Linked DNA regions of Anas platyrhynchos: all the other regions are linked to region 1. The links are chromatin contacts, called in public Hi-C maps. All regions are on one chromosome and are shown on one strand. The core of a region is the stretch at or near the end of the contact, and the rest is flanking DNA. Distances in the headings are between cores, read along the strand shown. Region 1 has its middle 140 kb from the start of NUDT14. Region 2 overlaps BRF1 (BRF1 general transcription factor IIIB subunit). Region 3 holds the start of BTBD6 (BTB domain containing 6).

The links. A called contact is a pair of places that touch in the nucleus more often than the background predicts.
Region 2: a Hi-C map of subcutaneous adipose tissue shows a contact between it and region 1, with 2.8 times the contacts expected there. The contact joins two enhancer-like sites. A contact is called at or near these places in 2 of 8 Hi-C or Micro-C datasets (skeletal muscle and subcutaneous adipose tissue).
Region 3: a contact with region 1 is called in a Hi-C map of subcutaneous adipose tissue, with 2.4 times the contacts expected there. The contact joins the promoter of BTBD6 here to the enhancer-like site in region 1. A contact is called at or near these places in 2 of 8 Hi-C or Micro-C datasets (F1 follicle and subcutaneous adipose tissue).

What each region holds. Positions count from the first base shown.
Region 1 is chr5:8,398,389-8,400,997 of IASCAAS_PekinDuck_T2T, forward strand. No RefSeq gene overlaps it. Among named protein-coding and RNA genes, the nearest start is that of NUDT14, 140 kb to the right of the region's middle. Within about 2 kb of position 1,328, at least 1 of the 8 cell types and tissues checked has an H3K27ac peak or open chromatin away from gene starts, as enhancers often do. A contact at or near this core is called in subcutaneous adipose tissue, where this site is marked.
Region 2 is chr5:7,965,648-7,968,256 of IASCAAS_PekinDuck_T2T, forward strand. The region is part of intron 3 of BRF1 (BRF1 general transcription factor IIIB subunit); the gene reads left to right. Among named protein-coding and RNA genes, the nearest start is that of BRF1, 21 kb to the left of the region's middle. Within about 2 kb of position 1,309, at least 1 of the 8 cell types and tissues checked has an H3K27ac peak or open chromatin away from gene starts, as enhancers often do. A contact at or near this core is called in subcutaneous adipose tissue, where this site is marked.
Region 3 is chr5:8,030,310-8,032,918 of IASCAAS_PekinDuck_T2T, forward strand. It overlaps BTBD6 (BTB domain containing 6), which reads right to left and starts at 1,283. Exons shown (of 5, transcript XM_027459578.3): 1 at 932-1,283; 2 at 311-602; 3 at 100-190. The coding sequence starts at 513. The region is part of intron 6 of BRF1 (BRF1 general transcription factor IIIB subunit); the gene reads left to right.

The sequences.
Region 1 (2,609 bases), core at 78-2,577:
AGAGAGATATCAGTTAATCCAGGCTTCATTTTCTATTGTCATTCTGAGTCTTTTTTTAATTTAGGAAAAAATGGCAGGCGATGTGTGGCTTGCAGAGAAATGGCTTGGCCTGCACAGTGTCAGTAACACATCCATGTAAGCCTGCCTGAAACGCTGTTGTGCTGGCACCATCGTGATTTTAAGGACAGCTACCCAACTTTCATGTCTCACATCCAAAAACCTGTAGATTAGGCTGCACCAAACACAGCTGTGTGCAGCAGGATGCTGGAAGGAGTGGTGCCACGAGGGTTGCAACCTGACCTGGAGCTTCTGGAAGGAAGAAGAGTTTTTTTGTTGTTGTTTTGTTTTGTTTTGTTTAATTGCAGTGTGTGATGTATAAACCAACTACTGGTTTCTAGACATCTGCAAAGGTATTTTGGATCCTAATATGGTTTTTTGTTTTGTTTTGATTGTTTATTTTTTGGTGTGTGTGATACTAGGTAGCTGGGAATATTTTGTGCCTCCTTTTCAGAGCTGTTCTTTACTCCTCCTGCAGTGTCAACCAAAAAAAGTGCGCCTTGCCAGATGACTCAGCCCCCTGAGCTCCCATCACGCTCACAAGTGCTAATTAGGCACCATGCTCCTGAAAACAGGAAGAATTAGGCAGCAAAAGACCTTTATAGGTGTTGTCATCCTGAGAGCCCACTTTTGTTCTCTTCTGAAGGTTTCCCAGCACTTTACTCAGCTCATTAAGGAAAAAGCTCAAGCTCTATCATTTCCCTTGTGAGACTGAGTGCCCAGACACAAACAAGGCCTTTTTGCACTTGAATCAATAAATCACCGCTCTGTATCTTACAGGATTTCTGAGCTGGGTAACTGACTGTAATATTTACTTGAAGGCCTGCTGTGGACTTTGGTAAGAGGAAACAAGCTGGTGCAAGCCCCTCGAACCTTACTGGGGAACTGACTCTACCAGAACAGCAACATTTGCTCTCCCTCAATTAAGAGACCCTCAGATAAATCCTTGCTCATTGCATTTTGGGGAGGCACCACTCCAGACAGAGCAAATGCTGAATATGTTCCCTACCAAGTGCTGACCATTGCTGCCTGCCTTGCCTTGGGCTGGAAGAATGGCACCCAAGTATTTATCTTTTGGAGGCACAGCAATTTGAGAGCCACAAAAGCTGACCAAGTGCCAAATTCCCACTTGAATGGCGTCAGCTTCCTTTTGGGACCTGCACACAATGTTCGAGGAAACACTTTGGGATTAATTAGGGAAATGTTTCCGCTTGGGTTAATGGCTTTGCTGTAGAGTGACTTTTCTGGTAGGGACAGATCCACCCACACAGGCTGTGTGGTCACAGTGATGGGGTGTGCAGGTCCAAGCCCATCGGTGACCAAGCTTTATGTCCCCTCCTCCAGAGCCACCACGAAACAGGAGCAGAAAAGGCAGGTGCATGAGACCATTCCCATTTGCTGTGCATCGCCATCTCTCCTAATTGCTAGCAAAGTCCCAGCTAATTAGAAGGTCATTAGGGAGGAAAAGGCTGAAACAATCAGGATTTCTGCATAGTTTGAGCTCCAACTCCAGGCCCTGCCTGCAGCACCCGGCGCATGCCCCGCTCTGCAGCGCTCATCAGAAAACAGGGGCATCTAGTGGCTGTGCCAGAAATTTCAATAACCTTCATTCCCTGGAAAATTTGCTTTTCCTCTCTTGGCACTAGAAATAAAAAATATTTTATTCCACAGCGTTACCCGAAGGGGGAGGGAGAGGGGCAAGTCCTTCACACTCTCGGAGCAGTGTTTCTGACCCAGCTGTGATGCTCTGCAGCTGTGCAACCAGATTAAGAGAAGCTGCTGCTGGGTTTGGTTGCTGCTCTGGAGAGCCAGCCCCACTGCTCTGGCCTCAAATTTGATGCTGATTCCTTGTGGGGGAAATGTTGCACCCCTCCATGCTGACTGAGGCATCTTAGGCAATGTTTAAAGGCAGCAGCTCTTTGCAAATATTTCCCAGCCTTTAGCCCTCTGAAGCAGCCAGGCATTGCAAACCCCATTGCCATGTGCTGTATCCACGCTACCCATGATCAAAAGCAGACCTTGCACACAGCACCTTTCAACCTATTCATACCCGAGGGCTTATAAATGTGGCCATCCAGTACTAATTGCCCCTGGCAGTGGCAGCTTTCAGTCCCTGTTCCTCATTTAAGTTCCCATCAGCATCACCAGTTTCATGTGATCTGAATTTCCCTGCTTCCTACTGTATGGACAGAGCTGGCATACTGTGAAGGGACTACCACATAGGTGAGTCCCATGTTTTCCTATTTAACAGCTAAACAGGGGACAGCCCAGCCTCCTGGGCTGTCAGGCAACTAGCAAATGCAAAATTCATTTCTTTATTAAGCCAAAGGAATAAGGGAGAAAGCACAAAGCAAAAAATGGAGTGCTGAATGCTAATAGGACTGTTGCTGTTATGCAATTCTCTACAGAAAATCAAAGACAAATGATAATACTAGAAAGACACATTATTATTTTATAGGTTTAGTCCCGGAGTGAGAGGAGAGAGAAAAACATGCACAGCTGCTTTTCTGTTTTCTGGCCACTTTGACGTGCCTACAGGATGCATAATCCTG
Region 2 (2,609 bases), core at 59-2,558, 430 kb before region 1:
TAAAAAAAAAAATCTGCTTGTTGTGAATAGGGACTGCTCAGTTACTTAAGTATAATTGTAGAAAAAATAAACTGAGGGGAGAAAGTGCAATCTTTTTCTTTTTTTTTTTTTTTTTGTTGTTCAAAACCACGTTTTGGTAACTGAAATTAAACACAGCCTAGGATTGTTCTGGAATATAGACGTGGCTTCTTTCCTGACTGTTTGCTGGGGAAGGTCTGAGCATCTTTCATCCCAACAGCTTTTGTGTGTACTGGACTTGTCAGGACTCCCTAATCATATACAATGATCTTTACTTGGCTGAAGTCTAACAGCATCATAGAAAAGAAATTACAGTTGTTTGAAACGAAATGGTCTCCCAAACAGTTTTGAAATAGGAAAATATTTTGTCTTTTTAGTTATACCTGTCTGAGGCTTTTTACAGTTTTTCTTCTTTTGTGGCGATCCTTTATATTTATTTAAAAAAAAAAAGGGGGGGGGGGGGCATTTGGTCTTTGATCTCCTCAGCCAACCTGTATTTGTCACGGTGCCAATCCGTCTCTGAGAAAGTTCGTTTCAATGAGCAAAGCAGTGTTCTTGCTCAGTCCCAGGCTTGACAACAGCGGCTGCTATTTCAGGTAGAGCAATTGGTGTCTGAAAGGCCCTTCTTTCTGCTGCTCTGTAATGAGCTAGTTGTCTGCTGCATTTAATCACGTTTTTAGCTTTGTGTAGTTCTCAATTGCAAATTGAGCTATGGCAGTGAACTTATAAAATCTCACCCTGCCATTGTGTTCATGATTGCTTTTTTTTGTAATTGTGTTAATATCCGTTGTATTTATTCTTTACAGCATAGCAAGGTAAATGAATTTACTGTATATTTTTGAAAGAAAAAATGTGAGGTTATTCACTGAATGAAACTGAAGTGCTCTGATAGCTGACTGCAAGAAAAATGGGCAGTTGTCCCTGGAGCACTGCTCTGTGCGTTTGGGAAGAAAACACGAAGCTAATTATTTGCTCATACTCCCATGTTTACATTTCCAGAGTTACCTGAGTTGCACATGGACTGCTGAAATGAGCTGCCATGGGGATTCTGGTGCAGTATGACTTGTAAACGTGCTTCCAGGAGGTCTGCTCCTTACTCAGGTCCAGGCTGTGTGCTGCCTTCAGCATACGATCGTGCTGTGTCCTTCTGTATGGTGCTCTGTGTAGGCTGCTGCCCAAGGGAAGAACCGGGCTCTGTGGAAAGCAGCGATGGGCAGGGGAGCCCAGCTTGCTCTGGAGGTTGTCCCTGGTGGATGAGAGCAGCTGGGAGCGCGTGTGTGTGGTCTGAGCGTGCTGGCAGGTCTCGCAGCGTGCCTGGTCTGCTTGCCAGCAACCTGCAAGCTTGACATGATCCGGGGAGAAGTCCAGCAACGGAGCAGGAACTTGTTTTTTAAAAACCAACAACCTCCCCCTGCTTGCACTTCCCTCCCCCATGTAGTTTGGGCCAAATTCTTCGTGCCTGTAATGTCTGTCTTTTCAGGGGAGGTGAAAGGGAGGTGATTTGGCCTCACTGTCTCTTATTTAATCCCTAGTAAAGCAGCTGGGGTTGGCTAACTCTGCGATGCTGCCATCTTTTGAGGGTTATAATTAAGGGATGTTTAGAATTAGATGGAAAACAGTTTTTCATTAGAATATCTAAAGTAGTAACGTGTGTTTCTTTTTCTTTTCCTCCATTCTGAACTGAAGAAATGCCAAAGTAAAGTCTCCCAACAACAACTGCTTGAAACTCTTCTGCAAAATCATTATTTTGTGCATTGGTATTTACATGTATGCTCTCAAGAAAGTCACGGGCAAGCCCTGAAGGTTTTACAGTTTCCAGGCTTGTGTAAGAATATCGGATACACGCCACTAGTCTCCCTTATCACACATGCCTTTGCTGTATGTTTCCTCGCTATTTATAACGTGGTGGTGCGTGGCAGTTCATATTCTCTGCCTTTCTTTACTGAACCAGCTGATGTTTGTGGGTGTTTGGTTAGGAATTGGCTGCAGTTATAAAAACTGGAGTCTTGTTTACACTCGTTTAAAATATGTATGCAAGAAAGACCTAATACTGTTGTGTTTGTTCATTACCAGTTTGATTTTCAATGTGCTGCACTGCGCTAATTGAGCATGCTAAGCTCCATGAGTTCTGCAACGTCGGGCCCACGGAATGGCTCATCTCTGCTCACGTAGAGCTCCTTCTTGTAAAAGCCTACACATCTGTGAGATGATACGAAGAGGTGTTTCAGCTTTGTTTTTAAAAGGTTTGACCAAATAACCACGCAGTCGTCTTTCTGTGAGAAAGAAGAGTAATGAAAGGAGAGTTAGCTCAGAGAGGGGACCCTGTGACAAGACTTTCCTTTGTTGTCTGAGCCTCTTCAAATTGCCACAGGATTGCCCAACTTCTGTGGGCACTTACAGGGCTGAAATGGAGAGTTCTGTCTCTTTAAATCTCATTTTACAGCTCTGTGCTACATTACATAATCTCTCTAAATAGCTGGTTTATTCTTGCTTCCTTGCAGGCAATCTGCTCTCACTATATCCATGTCAGATCCATAGTTACAAGGGAGTTGTTCTTGACTTGCAGCTCTGATACTTTCAATAGTCTTCAG
Region 3 (2,609 bases), core at 33-2,532, 370 kb before region 1:
TGAGTTGTTTGGGAGTTGGGGTAAGAAGGGGGGATGCTCAGCACTATCACAAAAAGCAGGGGGGGGGGGGAAAAAACAAAAATAATGCTCTGCACAAACCTTATGGGCAGGAACTTTCTTGGATGCCCCTGGCGGGCCCACGATGAAGTGGACGTCAGCCATGAGTTCGTTATTGAACATCAGCGCGTTCCTGCAAGCGAGGGGAAGGGAGGGAGGTGTGGAGAGGCCGCTCAGTGCCCCCATCTCCCCCCCCGAAACCCCCAGCCAGCCCGGTGGCGGGGTCGCTCGTCCCTTGTCGCTCGTCCCTTACCTCTCGCGCAGCGTGGGGTGGAAGGACTGCCAGTTGGCGCTCTCCAAGTTGTTGTTGTTGAGGTTCTGGAGCTGTGGCGGCGGGGGCGGCTGGGCGCTCTGCTGGAGCTGCAGCGCGTTCTTCTTGCTGTTGGCAGCGGTGGCGGCGGCGTTGCTGTTGGCGATGTTGGTGTTGGCGCTGGCAGGGTAAAGTTCTGCAGCCATCTTCCTCTTCAGGGCCAGGGGCACTATCTCATAGCATCCTGGCACCTTGCCGTTTGGCCTCGCGCTCTTTTTGGACTTCTTTAAGGTCTCTGGAAGCAGAAGAAAAAAAGTCAAACACTTCATGATCCTGCCATTGAGGCACCCATGGGGCAGTGGCATGAGCAAGAGAACTAACAGATCCCAACGCAGGTCCCGCGGTTCGCTTCTAGGTGCGGGGCGGCCTCTTTCTCTTTTTTAATTTTTATTTTTTTCCTTTTTTTCCTCCTTGGCTCCAAGGGGGGCTGCCCAGCCTCGGCACCGCCACGACTGCAGCGAGCGGGGCTGGCCGGCAGCTCCTTCCCCCGAGGAAAAAAAAAAATAAAAAAAAATATATATAAAAAAAAATAGTAAAAATAGGGAAAAAAACCCAAGCACACACCACCAAAAAAGCCACAGATCCAGCAGAGCAGGCGCAGCGTTGAGGGGCGAGCCTCAGTCCCCGGGTCCTCCAGCCGCTACAGCCCCCCGCCGGCTCCCCAGCGCCCGGCTCCGTCCTTCCCCGCCCGGCGGCGGCTGCTGCTCGTGGGGCACATCCGCGGCGCTGGGGCTGGCTCCGGGGGCTGGCTCCGGGCTGCCCCGCACCAAGTTTCCTCCTCCTCCTCCTGGCCCCAGCCGCGGGGGCGTCGCTGCCCCCTGGGCGCTCCCCTCACGGCGCTGTCGGGACGCGGCTCGGCCGCGCTCGGCTCCCTTCGGCTCCGCTCGGCTCTGCCGGGCCCTGCCTCCGCCTCCCGCCCTAAGAGGCAGCGCCGCGCCGCGCGTCACCGCCAATCAGCCAATCAGGAGAGGCGGGGGGAGCCGCCCCCCCCCCTCCTCCTCCTCCTTCTCCTCCTCCTCCCGCCCCTCCTCAATCTCCGACGCCCGCCTGGGGGCGCAGAGCGGCCGGGGCCGTGCGCAGCGCCGAGCGGAGCCGAGCGGAGCCGAACGGAGCCGAGCGGAGCCGAGCGCGGCCGAACCGCCCCCGCCCCTTCCCGCCGCCCTTCCCGGCAGCACCGGGCGGGGGCGCCGCTGCCCCGCGCTGGGGAGGGGGGGGCGGGAGGGGAGGGGATGGGGATGGGATGGGATGGGATGGGATATGGGATGGGATATGGGATATGGGATGGGATGGGATATGGGATATGGGATAACTGGGGGGGAGCCCAGGGCCTCCTCCCAGACCCTATCTGACGGGTGCTGCCCCCACACCCCGGTTTCCCACTTTAATTTTTATTTTAATTTCGCCCCCTTTAGTTTTTCCCCATTTAACTTTTTCCCCTCCACTTTTTCCCCTTTATCCTTTCTCCCCCTTTTTGCCCCCTTTACTTTCCCCCCTTAACTCCCCCTTCTTTACTTTCCCCCTTTTTTTCCCCCTTCTTTTTCTCCCTTTATTTCCCCTTTATATTTCACCCTTTTATTCCCCCCCCTTTATCCCCATCCTTTATTTCCCCCTTTATTTTTCTCCCTGTTTTTCCCCCTTTATTCCCCCTCTTTATTTTCCCTTCTTTATTCCCCTCCTACTCCCCCCCCCCTTTATTTCTTTCCCTGTTATTTCTTTCCCCTTTATTTCTTTCCCCCATTATTTTTCCCACATCGATTATTTCATCACCCCTAGGCCCTCACAGTGCCCCCTCCTCTCTCCCCCCTGCCCTGCAGCCCCATTACTGCTGGGGGAGGCTGTCTTAAATCCTTCACTGGGGGTTTTCACTCTCCCTGCTACTTCTGTGCATCCAAGTTGGAGCTGGGATAGGGAGCAGCGCCTCCCCTTAAAAACAAAACAAAACAAAACAAAATAAAATAAAATAAATAAACCCGTTTGCATCACAGCCCCCATCGTAGAAAGCCAGCTGTGCCCCAGGCGAAGCAGCAGTCCCTGGGCAAGGAGCAGACCCCTGGGGACGGGGGGCTCCTCCTGGGGGCACAGCGCGGTGCTGGGCTGCTGCCGCTGGGGTCGAACCCCAAAAGGGTTCGTTCGCCCTCCTTGGGTTTAGCAGCATCTTAAAAAGCGTTTATTCATTTTTATTTGTCAGTCCGTGCAGGAGATGGTCCTGTTAACTTTGGCCCCGTGTTTGATTTAGGTATTG